Linked DNA regions of Gossypium hirsutum: regions 1 and 3 are each linked to region 2. The links are chromatin contacts, called in public Hi-C maps. All regions are on one chromosome and are shown on one strand. Each heading gives the region's core, a stretch centred on a gene start, on an enhancer-like site or on the middle of the called end of the contact. The rest is flanking DNA. Distances are from core to core; before and after follow the strand shown. Region 1 has its middle 15 kb from the start of LOC107945895. Region 2 holds the start of LOC107947743. Region 3 has its middle 79 kb from the start of LOC121231746.

Region 1 (4,422 bases), core at 676-3,175, 230 kb after region 2:
CGCGAATGTTACTCGTCAGTTATGGTTTGAGTTTCAATACCCGATAAATTTTATTATATCAGTGTATTTTTTCAACTTAAAAAATATTTCATTAAAAATAATAGAGTGTTGCTTGACACATCAACGACAACAATAAAAAAATATTTTTTCTTTTTATGTGTATACTGTTATAAAGAATCTTATTTTGGATTTTATATACGAGTGTCGTTGGTTGGCCAGGCTGCACCCAAAAATTTTAATTTTTTTTAACAAGAAAGCGGTGCCGTCGATTGGTCAGGCGAAATCAATTATTTACTATTGTATTTGCCTATTTTTCGTGAATATTAATCCCCTTATCCTATTTTGATATTTAATTTATATTATTGATGTAAAAATCGCATTTATATGTATTAATTCAGAAAAAAAATAATTTTATAGATTTGAGAATAAATATAAAACATTTTAAAATTTTTATAGGTTTGAGAATAGTTTTAAAAAATATCAAGATTTTTTTAATAGGTCAGATATATATTTTAAAAATTAATTTGATAATAAATATAAAAATAATTTGTAAATTTATCATACAAACTAGTTTTAAAATTAGACTTTTAAATAACCAAGCCACCAAGTGTTGAGCAACAAAACTTGACATTTGTGGAGCACTCACGCTTTAATTTTCAAATGCAATATATATATATATATTTGAAATATGAATGTAATACTTTTTGAACTTTATTTTTTTATACATTTAATTAATTAAATTCTGAGAAAAAAATAATTTATTAAATATATTAAGAAATTCATATTTTTGTTATTTACAGGTTAATTATTAGTAATTTTTTTAGGATATAATATTACTTTTATTTTTTTAATAAAATTGTTACTTATAATTTGAAATTAGTTCAAATATATTCTGAAGGTCACTAAATTATTATTAAATTTATGTTTTAGTCACTCAACTTTAAAAAATTTTAAAATGATCACTATACTGTTTAAAAGTTTTTATTTAAGTTGTTAAGGCTTTTTCTTTAAAAAAAAAAGTTTGACTAGCAAGTTTCAAGTGATGATTTGACAATCGGTACGGTTGAGTAGTGCAAATCGATGAGTAAAAGAACATGTCTTAAGTCCAAGTCGATTTGTGTCAGAAATAAGAGGAAAGCTATTTAGACTTTGGTTTGCAGATTTACAATGTTCAAAGTTGTTTTGTGAAAAAAATGAATTGAAGTAAAAAAGGGAAATGAGAACTTTCGGCTGGTATAATCGATACGAATAGAGAATGTTATACAATAACAATTTTTAATTACACAGAAACTTTTAAATAATTTAGTAATAACTAAAACATAAATTTTAACAACTTTAAAATATTTTTTTATTTTTGAAAACGAGTTTGAGAGTAAAATAAAAATTCCGGCAGACCAAACTCATAAATCGAGTAACAATCTCATTCCCAAATCTTTAGTTAAATTCAATCTCATTGTTTAATTATTCAACAAATTAAGTGAAAAAGGGAATATGCATAGATACACTAAATCAAAGTTTATTAATTTAATTAAGATTTTTCCTCTTTAGAGATAAATTTGGAGAAAATGACTACTTTTAAACCCATGTAGGAGATATTTTAAGGTTCGCTTTGCGGTGAGAGCACTTTCTCTTCCTGTTTCAGTATCCCACAAAAAAGATTTGGATTTCATAGATACATGTTCATGGCTAATGCAGACAATGCAATGAGGAGACTTGATTTCGTTGCACAATCTGGGAATACATAGAAGAAGCAACAACAAATGGATGAACAATCACAGAATAAACAAGAAGATGATGTAGTTAATAGACATAATGCCAAGCCATGGGAAATTCAGAATCATTGTCACAAGCTAGAAAGATAATGGGTATGAGGAATTCGTTTCATACGGGCTATCCAGATCTTGGTATTGGTGAAATGGGCTTAGCCTATCGAAGCTCTAAGAGGGCTTTATGGTGATCCCGAGGTCCTTCAAGTGCCGTTCAAATTTTGGAGGGGTACGATGAAATAAGCCAGAAAAATTAGATTAGTAAAAATTTAAGTCCGTATAAAATATTAATCGGATTTAGGTTTGAATATTTAAGGTTTGAGTTTAGTCGAATTTAATTCATTTTTTAAATTTTATAATTTTTTATATTATATTATTTTTATAAGAAAGGGATCCATTTAAATCAGTTTAAAACTTATGCGGTTTTACACAATTCCGTAATTTATCCAACCATTGAAATTGTCAATATGTTTGTATTGGTCATGCATCTAAAATTTTATATCGGTATAAAAAGTTACAAAAGAGTGTAAAACCATTTAAGTTTTATATCGGTATAAGTGGATTCCTCACCAATTTTATAAATTATTAATTTATAACATATGAAAATTAAATATATAGTAATACATAAGCAACTGTAATGTATATCTTAGAAAATGTTAAGATGGCTATATAAAATTTTAATTAAAAAAATTATTAAAATTTACATTAAAAAAAATAATATAAGTAGACCTAAAATGAGTTTGGATTAACTATTTGTAAATACTAATGGATTTAAGTAAAATTTAAAATTTTAAACTCATATTCCAAATCGGATAAGATTTGGCAGAAATGAAAGAGGAGAATGATGATTTGAAGCGAAAAGGAAGACTACATAGCTAACAAAGTCATTAGTGGAGAATGAAGATAAATAGGGTACTGGAGGAGGATGGCATGGGTGTTGATAGGTTGAATGAAGTCTGACTTAAAATTATTGTTGATAATGTGAATGCTCAGAAAATCTAATTGTTTGAGGTGATTATATAGTTAATGATCACTGATTATATAGTTTGAAAATATACACACACTTCCTGCTAATGATTTGAGGTCCAAAATTTTGGACCTAATCTTTTTAATTTTATAAGGTCCTTTTATTTTTATTTTTACAAAACTATTTGGATGCCTTCCATTTGTCTCTCACTCTCTCTTCTTTGGCTTTTTTTTTTTAAAAAAAATTTAATTTTTGAAATAATATGAATTGTGCATAAGAACTTTAAATCGATACAATAATTGACAATTTGGGATTGGCACCACTATATTGATTTTGTAAAAAATAGATAGGAGACTTCAAAATTCTAAATCCATAGTTAACATATCGATTTGGGGTTTTTATGGACAATCAATAAATTGACAGTCGTTTAGTAAGAGTTAATCATTTAGTGGTTCTACAATTAATTTAAGATTAAAGAAGAAATGGTGGTTGAGGCATCCTCAATCATTATAAATAATTTACCAGTGAGCAATAAGACATCCATAGTCCGTTATCAATTTTGGAACTAAGATCGACGTCCTACCCAAGATTGGAACATTCATCAATTCAATTTATTTTATTTTATTTCAAAAAATCAATTTCTATTTATTATTTTACTGTGTTCTTATTTCTATTTAATTTCATTATACTTTAATCCCCTTCCTTAATTTTATGCAAAATTGCAAGTTTGTTGGGCGTAGAACTGGTCACAAAGTGCACTAGTTGTGAGAAATTCAAACACTATCAAAACATTTATTGTGAGATTGTTATATTTTATTTTTAGGTGTAAGATTTGTTTTTGGTGGATTCAATACCCATCATTAATAATAAAATTAATATCTACAACTAAACCTATGCATTGTTGAGTAAGAAAACTAGTATAATATAAAAGAAGGAATGTGAACAAATATGGAAACAATAAATTTTGGGTTAGTTTTTAAAATTTCAAAATAATTCTTTTTTTAGTTATATTTAAAATGGTTCCACTCTTAGATTTAAGTTTTAATAATAAAATATAATATAATAAAGTAAATATTATTTTAATTTACATTTGGTTTTTTAAGCAAGTAAATATGTTATTTTACCTCTAATATTGTAATCTCTAGTAGAAAAATAATTTGTTGTACAATCTCATTATAGGTTTTGTTCGTAAATATTATTTTTGAGATAATGCTTAAAATTACTCATAATCCCTCCCTAACCCATAAATAGGAGGATAATGCATTTCAGCGTATTTAAACCCATGTCCTTCTAGATTGAAAACAATACTCATGCTAATAAAGTTAAGACTCAACCAACTTATTGTACAATTATTTTATTTTAACTAATTTACAAAATAAAAAATAAAAAAAATACTATACAACTTCACTAAAATTGATAGAATATCATTATATTAATAATCTGAGTTTGATATTGAATTTTTATAAATATTTAAATATTTCTTTTCTTCAAGCAAACAGATTGTTTTTAACATTATCAATTTAAATGTAAATATATAAGGATGAAAAAGAATTTATTCAAAGTAATTATATTGAAGCAATTTACAGTTATAGCCATTTTTAATAAATACAACTAACTCACACATCATATATTAGAGTTAGAATAGAAAAAAGTTCATACTAATTAGAGGGAAAATCCATAACACCTAAC
Region 2 (5,026 bases), core at 935-3,434:
GACGTCGAAACACATCAAAGTGAAGAAAAACCAAACGAAAGCAGACAGCTAATGTGATCCAAACATTGCATTGCAAAAACCGGCACCTCCAAACTCCAGCTTTGAACTTTCTGAGCCCCATATTTGCCATTGCCAACTGAGTTATCCAATCCGACAAATGGCCCTACGATTTCTTCTCAAGGAGCTTTGGAGCATTCAATTCAAATAAGGTAGGCTTCACTGACTCCAACAACTGGTTTGTGATAAATTTCATTTCTAATAGAATAGAAAGGGAAAGAGAGACATGGGTTAGTTAAGATGCACGGCCAAGGATGTTGGTAATGGATTAATCGTTTGCTAATATGTCATTGTCCAAAAGGCTTCTGCTGTAATCTTATTCACATACCCTTTTGGGATTGTGTTGGTCGCCCATTAACTTAAACACTGTTTACACGTGCGTACTTTGCCAACTATTTCTCTTTAGTTTACCATTATAATAGACTTAATAATTTCTAAATTTCTTGGAAACCATGCCTAGGGAAAGATCAATGGACTCGAATTTGCAGGAACAACAAGAAGAGTAAAGGCAAATGAAAGATAGTAAGGTGGGTTCAAGAGAAGTTATATTATAAACGTTGTCCTACCCAGAATAGAGGGACTATTTTACCAATCTAATCCAAAAAAATTTAATATTTATAAAAATGTTATTAATTCAAAATTTTGAAATGAACATTAAAATTTGGTTATGAGAAATAATAGCAGGCACCACCTTTTTTTTTCTATTAAAAAATAATTTTTGGGGTTTTGGACACTAAATGTCAAGATACTAACACATGGGAGTGAAAACCTCAATAAACTGACTTACTTTCATTAGTGAATCATCCAAGTATTTAATACAAGGTGGAAGGACGTACTAACAAACTATTAGTTAACTAGTTAACTAACTGACTGTTAACCCTTTTCTCTTATCATGCCCCGAGCTTGTTTGCTTCCTTTCCCCGGCATTAGCTTCATTGACTGAAACCCGAAGTTGACTTTTAAATTTTTTGAACAGGACTGCTGACAAGGGCTTGGTTAAAATGTCAGCCACCTGTTCTTGACTTGGAATGTGTCCAACTTGGAACAGGCCTTGTGCAACTTTTTCCCGTACAAAGAAGAGATCCAATTCGACGTGTTTGAATTTAGAATGTTGAACTGGGTTTCCTGCTACGGCCACGGTTGCGAAGCTGTCACACCATACAAGTGCTTTGCCGTAGTGAGAAACACAAAGTTCGGTTAACAGCGACTGTATCCACACCATTTCTACAATAACATGGGCGAGACTTCTGTATTCAACCTCTGCAGTCGAACGTGATACAACCTGCTGCTTCCTCGAGCTCCAAAAGACCAGATTTCTACCAAGAAACACACAATAACCAGACGTGGACCGGCGATCATCTACGTCAGCTCCCCAACTAGCATCAGAAAATCCCTCGAGTAACAGCTTGGAGCACTTTGTGAACCTCAGGCCATGATCCAGTGTTCCATGCAAATAACGGAGGATCCTCTTAACAGCTTTAAAATGCACATCAAGAGGTCGGTGCATGAATTGACACACCTTGTTGACAGCAAAGGCTACATCGGGCCTAGTTATCACTACATACTGCAATGCCCCAACGATACTCCGATAGAGATGAGCATCATCAACAGGATTCCCTTCATGAGCAGACAGCTGACACGTTGGTACTATGGGCGTTGGTAAACTATTTGACTTATCCATACCTGCTTGTTGTAGGAGGTCGAGAACATATTTCCTTTGGTTAAGAAACACTCCAGTAGAGGTATATTGGACTTCTATACCTAGAAAATAATTTAGTTGGCCAAGGTCTTTCAAAGAGAACTGAGCATCAAGTCTTCGAACAAAGCCATCTATGGTTTGAGAGTTGGTCCCAGTAACGATTATGTCATCGACATATATTAGCACATACAGTAGCTGTGATTCAGAGTGTTGAATAAAGAGTGAACTTTCGGCTTTAGAAGCAACAAAACCAGTGACCAACAGGAATTCTTTTAACTTGTGAAACCAGGCCCTAGGTGCCTGTTTGAGTTCATAAAGAGCTTTGCGCAACTGGCACACCAATGGTTGATTGTTATCTCTTTATTTTTCAAAACCCGCTGGCTGTTCCATATAAATCTCCTCTTGGAGATCGCCACTGAGGAAGGCATTATTTATGTCGACCTGTCTGAGAGACCAGCCCATCGAGACAGCAAGAGCTAGAACCACACGAATGTTTGTTGGTTTCACCACTGGACTGAAGGTTTCTTGGAAGTCCACCCTAGCTTCTTGGAGATACCCTTTTACTACCAACCGTCCTTTGTACCGAGCCACTGAACCATCGGCATTACGTTTGATTTTGAAAATCTACGACCTAGAGGTAAAGGCACAACGTCCCAAGTATGATTTGCAAGTAAGGCTTTGTATTCAGCATGCGCTGCTGCTGACCATGCAGGATGTAGGAGAGCTGCTGTAATGGAGGTAGGTTCCTCATCTTCTAGAACAGACGTGAACACTTTAGGCTTGTAAATTCCACTTTTAGATCTCGTTTGCATCGGGTGAGTATTTCCCAGGAGTAGATGCTGTTCAAAAGATGCAGATGAGTGTGATGAGTGTCCTGAATCTGGTGGTGAGTGTCTTGACTCTGGTGGTGTGAGAGAACGTCAAGACCCAGACGAGTTATCAGTTTGGCTTATGCTATCGTATGACACCGGAGTAATCCCTTCCTCATGAGGAGAAACAGTAGGAGGAGATGTATTACCCAACACCACTGGAAGGCGAGATTGATGCTGAAAACTTTGAACTGACTGAAAAGAGAACCAAATGAACTATCCTGTTTGAAAGGAAAACACGCCTCGTCAAATGTGACATGTCTGGAGACAAACACCCTACCACAACTGGCAATGCATCTATACCCTTTTTGATTTGACACCACTCCAAGAAACACACATTGACTGGACTGAACTCCAGCTTATGTCGATGATAGGGCCTCAAATAGGGATAACAAGCACATCCAAAAACCCTGAGGTACGAATAGGATGGCCTAACTTGATACAACATATCATAAGGACTTTGGTTGTGTAAAACAGGTGTTGGTAGCCTGTTAATCAAGTGCACATCATAAGAAAAAACATAATACCAGAACTCTAGAGGTAAGCCTGCCTGAGCTAAGAGAGTTAACCCCACATCTACAATTTGCCGATGCTTCCTTTCAGCCACCCCATTCTACTTCGAGGTGTGAGGGAAAGTTACCCGGTGTTGAATACCAAGGCGAGCAAGCTCCTTTGAGAGCGATCAATACTCCCCACCGCCATCAGATTGAAGAGCTTTGATGGAGTAACCAAATTGAACACGACCCATTTGATTAAACTGAAGAAAACATTGAAAAACTTCAGCTTTGGACTTGAGAAAATAAACCCAAATGTATCTACTATACACATCCACAAAGAAGACATAGTAAAGAAATCCATTGGACTTGACATGTGAAGGACCCCAAACATCAGTTGTTACTAGTTCAAAAGGTGAAGAATACACTGTTCGAGAGGAGCTGAAAGGCAGCTTATGAGCTTTGCCTAGTTGACAAGCTGAACAAACAGAAGTAATACTATTTTTATTGAACTGAATATTACAATCTTCTAAAGAAACTCTAAGGACACTCGAGCAAGGATGTCCTAATCTTTGATGCCACAACTCCAGGAGTGATAATTGTTATGCTGTACACAGATTCGCTGAGACTGACTGTGAGGATGTACCATCTGTACGAGAAGATGAGCCAGAAAAATTGAACTGATATAGACATGTGGCCCACTAGGAGGGTTTTCCTTGTCTGTATATCCTTCACAAAACACAAAAAAGGATGAAATTCAAAGTAAACATCATTATCTCTTGTAAACTGCCCAACAAACATTAAACTCTTGCATATAGTTGGTACATGAAGAATAGTTCGTAGGCGCAAAAGTCTAAACCCAGCCAACATACTAGTGTTCCCAACATTAGAAATAGGAACTGAAACATCATTCCCCATCGACACATGTTTCATACCTGTATAAGGAACAACATTTGTGAGAGCAGTCACATTTGGAGTAACATGGTTTGTCGCACCAAAATCTGGATACCATACTTGGTTAGTATTATCAGCAAACGAGGTTCGTGAAGGCTGATGAGAACACGATGACAGTGGCTGATAACAAGAGCTACACCCATGAGAACAAGAAGATGCGCCTTGATCTCCAACCTGATGATAGTTGACAGAAACAGTATGACTAGAGTTAACACCAGAATAGTTTTCATCAAATCTGTGATAGCAAGTCTGGACTAAATGTCCAATTTTCCCATATAATTGGCATTGGGGCTTGGAACGAGACCAACCACGACCATTCGTACGGCCCCTGGTTCGAGACCAACCACGACCATGCCCTCGATAACTTGTTTTATATTCTTGTTGATAAGTCCCTGAAGATTCGGTATGCTCCGAACTTTCAATACTACTTTGTTTTTTATGAGACACCATATTTGCTTGCGGTGGTACCTCTGTTAAACTATCCAGTTGTCGTGTCTCACAATCAAGTAACAGTTCAGTTAAGAGATCTAGTGACATAGGAGTAGCCGAGGCTAGGATACGAATAGATTCATATTCCATAGAGAGTCCAGCGAGAGCAATACTGACCTGCTCTTGCTCAGGTACAGGACTTCCAGCAGCAACCAGACTGTCACTTAAGCTCTTTACTTTGCCCAAATAATCTTTTATTGAAAGATTTGCTTTCTTGATGGAATACAAAGCATGCCGCATGCTAGAGATCTTGACGGTAGATTTAGCACCAAACCGCCGCTCAATAGCTGTCCAGATTTCAGAACTTGTTTTGGCCATCGTGAGATGCACCAAGACATCATCGGTTACTGTAGAAAGAAGCCAAGAAGCCAGGAATTTGTCCTGCTTCTTATGAAGAAGAAACAAAGGATTAGAAACAACTTGTCCATTAGGTCCAGGAAGAACAGAAGGCGGACTGGTAACTG
Region 3 (4,565 bases), core at 1,491-3,990, 250 kb before region 2:
ACCTATTAATATAGTCCAAGTTTTTACTAGAACTTGACAAATGTCACATCACTACTATCTTGTCTTATCAAGGATCTACAACTTCTGAAGAAACTAATTGAGTACTTTCCCTTTTTACTTTTAACTATATTAGTTCTCGCTCAGTTAGTTCCTAACCAATTTACCTTTTTAACATAACTTGTACAGTACCACGGGAAAAGGGTGTACCACTTTTGGCGTGGGCTCATACCTTTAGTATCTATTTACCTAACTCCATCATTCTTCTATCAAAACACAATGATTTGGTATGGAACTCTCAACATCCTGAACACACAACTATGTCCGTCCTCGTTATACACCAAAAATAGCATTTGGGTAATTACCAATTCACCAATTTCAAAGACCACGTCAGACCTTATGCCCTTCAGAACCGGGGCATTATAATCTTGCTCAAAGAATTCTTATACTTAGTCAACTTATTATACTTTACACACACTCAAAATTTACTCTTTATGCTTTACTTTCGTAGACATCATTTGAACATTAAGGTTTCACTGCATCTAATCTAATCTCTTAGTATGTGAATGCCGTCCAATATTGGTTTGAGTGACTAGTGCATCGAGAATAAAAAAATATGCTTCTTCTCAATGATGTTACCTATCAACTTATCTTTTGAATTAAGTATGCAAGAAATTAATGGCTCTCTATAAGGTCATTGCTCGTATAAAACACAACATTAATAGTTCCCTTGTCACTCTATCTATGCGTTAAATCCTTCCTTTGAGGGTTGCCCACATACATCTGTCTAGTCTTTTAAATAGAATCACTCATGCAATTGTCTTATTTCTTTTACAATCAAGGTAATATGGTAAGGATTGAAAATTGTGAATCTTTCCAGACTTACTACCTAACCTTGGTTTCCCAATCTAAAGATATCCCAATTAGAGTGCGCTTGCACTATACTAATTATAAGGCTAATTATATGACCTTCGTGCTTTTTTTCTTAATACCATTTCGCATATGTATTATAGTTAAATTATCACTTTTGTACTTTTACTAATTTTATTAGTTTGGCTCTATACTTTTATTCTGTAATCCTCATTGCCCCAACCCAAATATTCGTTAAAAATTTTAAATAAGCCAATGACACATTGCCAATTGTCAAGAAAAAGTAAAAAAATACTTACAAATTTTTAAAATATCAAAAACACTAGAATGTAACTGAAAATAATAAAGTTCGAGAAAAAACCCAAAATCTTAAAAATTAGAAAATTATAAAAATTTAAAAATATTTGTTTCTGAAAATCATAAAAAATATTTTTTAAATTATAAATATGAAAAGCTTCAAAAATAATTTAAAATTCATAAAATAAAATAAATAAAAATTATGTTTGGAATTTTAGGTTTTTTTAGAAAATTTTAGAATTGTTTAGAATTGTTAAAGAATTTTATGGTAATTTTCAGTAAAAAAAAAATCAAAATTTTAAACAAATGAAAAAAGTCCCTAAAATTTTCAATAAATAAGATTCTTCAAAATTTTCATGCAATTATAATATTTTTATTAAAAAGAGAATCCAAAATTCTAAACAGACCCACTTTTAAATTTTATGAGAATTGATTTTTTGAAGTTTTGCATATTTTTAATTTTAAAAATAGTTTTACAATTTTTTAAAAATAGATTTTCTAAGTTTTTAGATTTTTTGGGTTCAGATTTTTTTTATGATTTTTGATAAATTTTTAAATTTTTTAAATTTTTTTAAATTTTAATTTTTTTTTATTTTTTTGACACGTGATAGTTTATTATTGGTTGACTTAATCTTTTTCTTAATCGAAATCTAAGTTGAGGCAACAAGATATACATAATAAAAGAACAAGAGCCAAAATTGATAAAAAAATAATATAAGTGTCAGAGTGATTTTTTTTATTCAAATTAAATGTTTGATTAGTTAAAAGAAATTGGGTTATTTTTTCAAGTTGATTTTTTTTTTTTTTTTAGAATTATGGTGTCTATTTTAGTAGCAACGATTATTCTCTCCGCTACAGTTACTTTTTAAATAAGTAAACATCTAATTTAAATATGTTTTATTTTTATGCCTAAAAATCAAATTTTTAACTACATAATTGAAGGATGGAAAAAACATTAACCGCAACTTATAATTTAGGTGAGATCATTCTTACAGTACTCCTGCCACTCTTCTTTACTGTTATGACTTTTTTGCCAATGTGCATATTTTTTTTCTTTTGCGACCAAACAAATTGGATTTCTAGTTGTGGATGTGATTTTTCACTATCCAGATATTTTATGCACTTAAGGCTAAAGCTGTGGAAATATCCACGCTGATATTTTGGGGTCAAAAATGTATTCATGATAATGAGACTGACCACTGACCAATCATCTTTATTGAGAGGATGATGATGCTTTTCTACATCTTGATCCCCATTACCAACTAATATTTTCATGAATTGATATATAACTTTACATAGAAATAATTGGATAGATATTTTCAAATGTTGGGTAATATTAATGCATATTTTATTCTTTTAGGGGAGACATTAGAAGAAACAATATAAATCTCGAATACAAATTGTAAAATAATATTTAAAAAATTGAAAGCTTGAAATATATAATTTTTTTATATTAAAATATGAATTGCATGTTGTGAATATAGGAATACAAGAGAGGAAAATAAGATGGGTAAGAGAAAAGAAAGATGGGCCAAACAACATCTAAAAACAAAATGATAGCATCAGAATGTGATACCCCAAATTTCTTTTATATCACCAAAGACAATGGGAGATAGAAAGGGACAAAGTAACCAAATATTGTATTCCACTTATCCACTCCTTTTCAATCTTATCTAAGAAATATAAAAAAAGAAAAACATGTCTATTTAGATTTGAACCATGGTAATTGTATATTTCTATATGAGAGGTGTTTATGTTTGAGGTGAAGCTAGTTCAGGTCAATATCAATGTATAGTAATAATATTACATATATATTTTTTAAATTACAACTATATACATAGTTGTTATCCTAATTAATTATTAGATTTTATCACACCCATAATAGAGGTGAATGAAAATATTTTACATTAAAACAGTACATTTATAAAAATATATGATTAAATGACTATTAGTAAAATGGCAAGAGTTTTTTATATAAATTTATTAGTGTTTGATTCTTAAATAATGTTTTCCATTTTTTTTTGAAAATTATATAAAAATATGAAAATGCTGAAACTAACCTTATAATAATATTTATTAACCTTTAAAGTAAGGATATTTTAGTAACTTCATAGTTTAGTTAGGGTTTACCCTCAATTATATTATTTTTAAAATTTTTTTAATAAAAAATTATGTTAATTTTTATTTAATATTTAATATTTAATAAATTTATATAAATTTTATTTTATTAAATTTTTAAATACTAATAATTTAACTTTATTTAATATTTACATTATAGTATTATTTATCTAGCTTTCGTATAATGTAAATTACATAACATATTGTTAAACTAAGCCTTATTGGATAATATGTTTTGATATAACAAATTAAAGTGTTTTTGAATAAAAGTAAAGTTGAGCAATTTCATAAAATCAAGTTAAAATGGTTTCAATTGAGTCAAACATTTTCAAATATGTTTTAATCATTTTCAAACAAGTTAGAATTGCTCCAGGATAAAAAGTATCAATGCTTTTTGTCTAAGTATCGATATTCTACAAGATATCGATACCCCTCTGTTAATTAATACCAAATTGACATTCTGGAATTTGTAACCTCTGCTAAGTATTGATAAATCTCTCAGGTATCGATATTCCTGCTCCAACGGTCATTAAAATTTGCATCAATTACAAAAAATATTGATACTGTTTTAGTAGGTATCGATACTCGTAGCTACATGTGAAGTTTATGACCTGGTATTTCATCCCTAATAGCTATATTCACTTTTACAACAACCACAACAGTTGGAAATCAATTAGAGGGTATAAATACTATCTTCCAAAGATTTAGCAACAAGAAGAGCAATATGCAAAGCTTAAAGATAAATCAAAACAACCTAGAGTTTAAATCTTTCATACATTTTCTTGTAAACACTTGTGAGCTTTCATTGTATTCATTTAGCTCAAGTGTTCTTCTTTGTATTTGTGCTTAATTGGCAAACATTCTGATCTTGTAAGGATTATTTTTTTGTTTGCTTATTTATTTCTCTTTGAGAGAGGGTTGATTCTTAAGGTTTGAGTAGAAACCTTAAGGGAGTTATATATTAAGATTTTGGGGTATAAATCTTAAAGGAGACTGTAAGGTTAAACCTTGTCCTCAAAGGTTGTCAAATTAGTAAATTTGGGAAAATCCTTAGTTATAGTGAGCTAAGGTAGTGGAGTAGGCAATTGGGGCCAAACCACTATAAATCACTGTGTTCTTTGTTGCAAAATTTTTATTGCTTCCACCACAATATCTCAAAGGCCTATTTAACTTTACTATTGGTGATCTCGAGTTGATCCTTATGATCTAACACATATATATATAAGTAAAAAAAATATAGTTAACCCTCTTTATAACAATCTCATTTGTTTGTTAAAATTTTG

What was found. Hi-C and Micro-C count contacts between places; a contact is called where the count stands out from the background.
Region 1: a contact with region 2 is called in a Hi-C map of leaf, with 2.7 times the contacts expected there. The contact joins the enhancer-like site here to the promoter of LOC107947743 in region 2. A contact is called at or near these places in 2 of 34 Hi-C or Micro-C datasets (both in leaf).
Region 3: a contact with region 2 is called in a Hi-C map of leaf, with 2.1 times the contacts expected there. The contact joins the enhancer-like site here to the promoter of LOC107947743 in region 2. A contact is called at or near these places in 3 of 34 Hi-C or Micro-C datasets (callus and leaf).

Annotation. Positions count from the first base shown.
Region 1 is chrA06:91,736,589-91,741,010 of Gossypium_hirsutum_v2.1, reverse strand. No RefSeq gene overlaps it. Among protein-coding and RNA genes, the nearest start is that of LOC107945895, 15 kb to the right of the region's middle. Within about 2 kb of position 1,925, at least 1 of the 9 cell types and tissues checked has an H3K27ac peak or open chromatin away from gene starts, as enhancers often do. A contact at or near this core is called in leaf, where this site is marked.
Region 2 is chrA06:91,968,931-91,973,956 of Gossypium_hirsutum_v2.1, reverse strand. LOC107947743 reads right to left here and starts at 2,184. Exons shown (of 2, transcript XM_016882274.1): 1 at 2,131-2,184; 2 at 920-2,086. The coding sequence starts at 2,184. The coding sequence ends at 920.
Region 3 is chrA06:92,216,581-92,221,145 of Gossypium_hirsutum_v2.1, reverse strand. No RefSeq gene overlaps it. Among protein-coding and RNA genes, the nearest start is that of LOC121231746, 79 kb to the left of the region's middle. Within about 2 kb of position 2,740, at least 1 of the 9 cell types and tissues checked has an H3K27ac peak or open chromatin away from gene starts, as enhancers often do. A contact at or near this core is called in leaf, where this site is marked.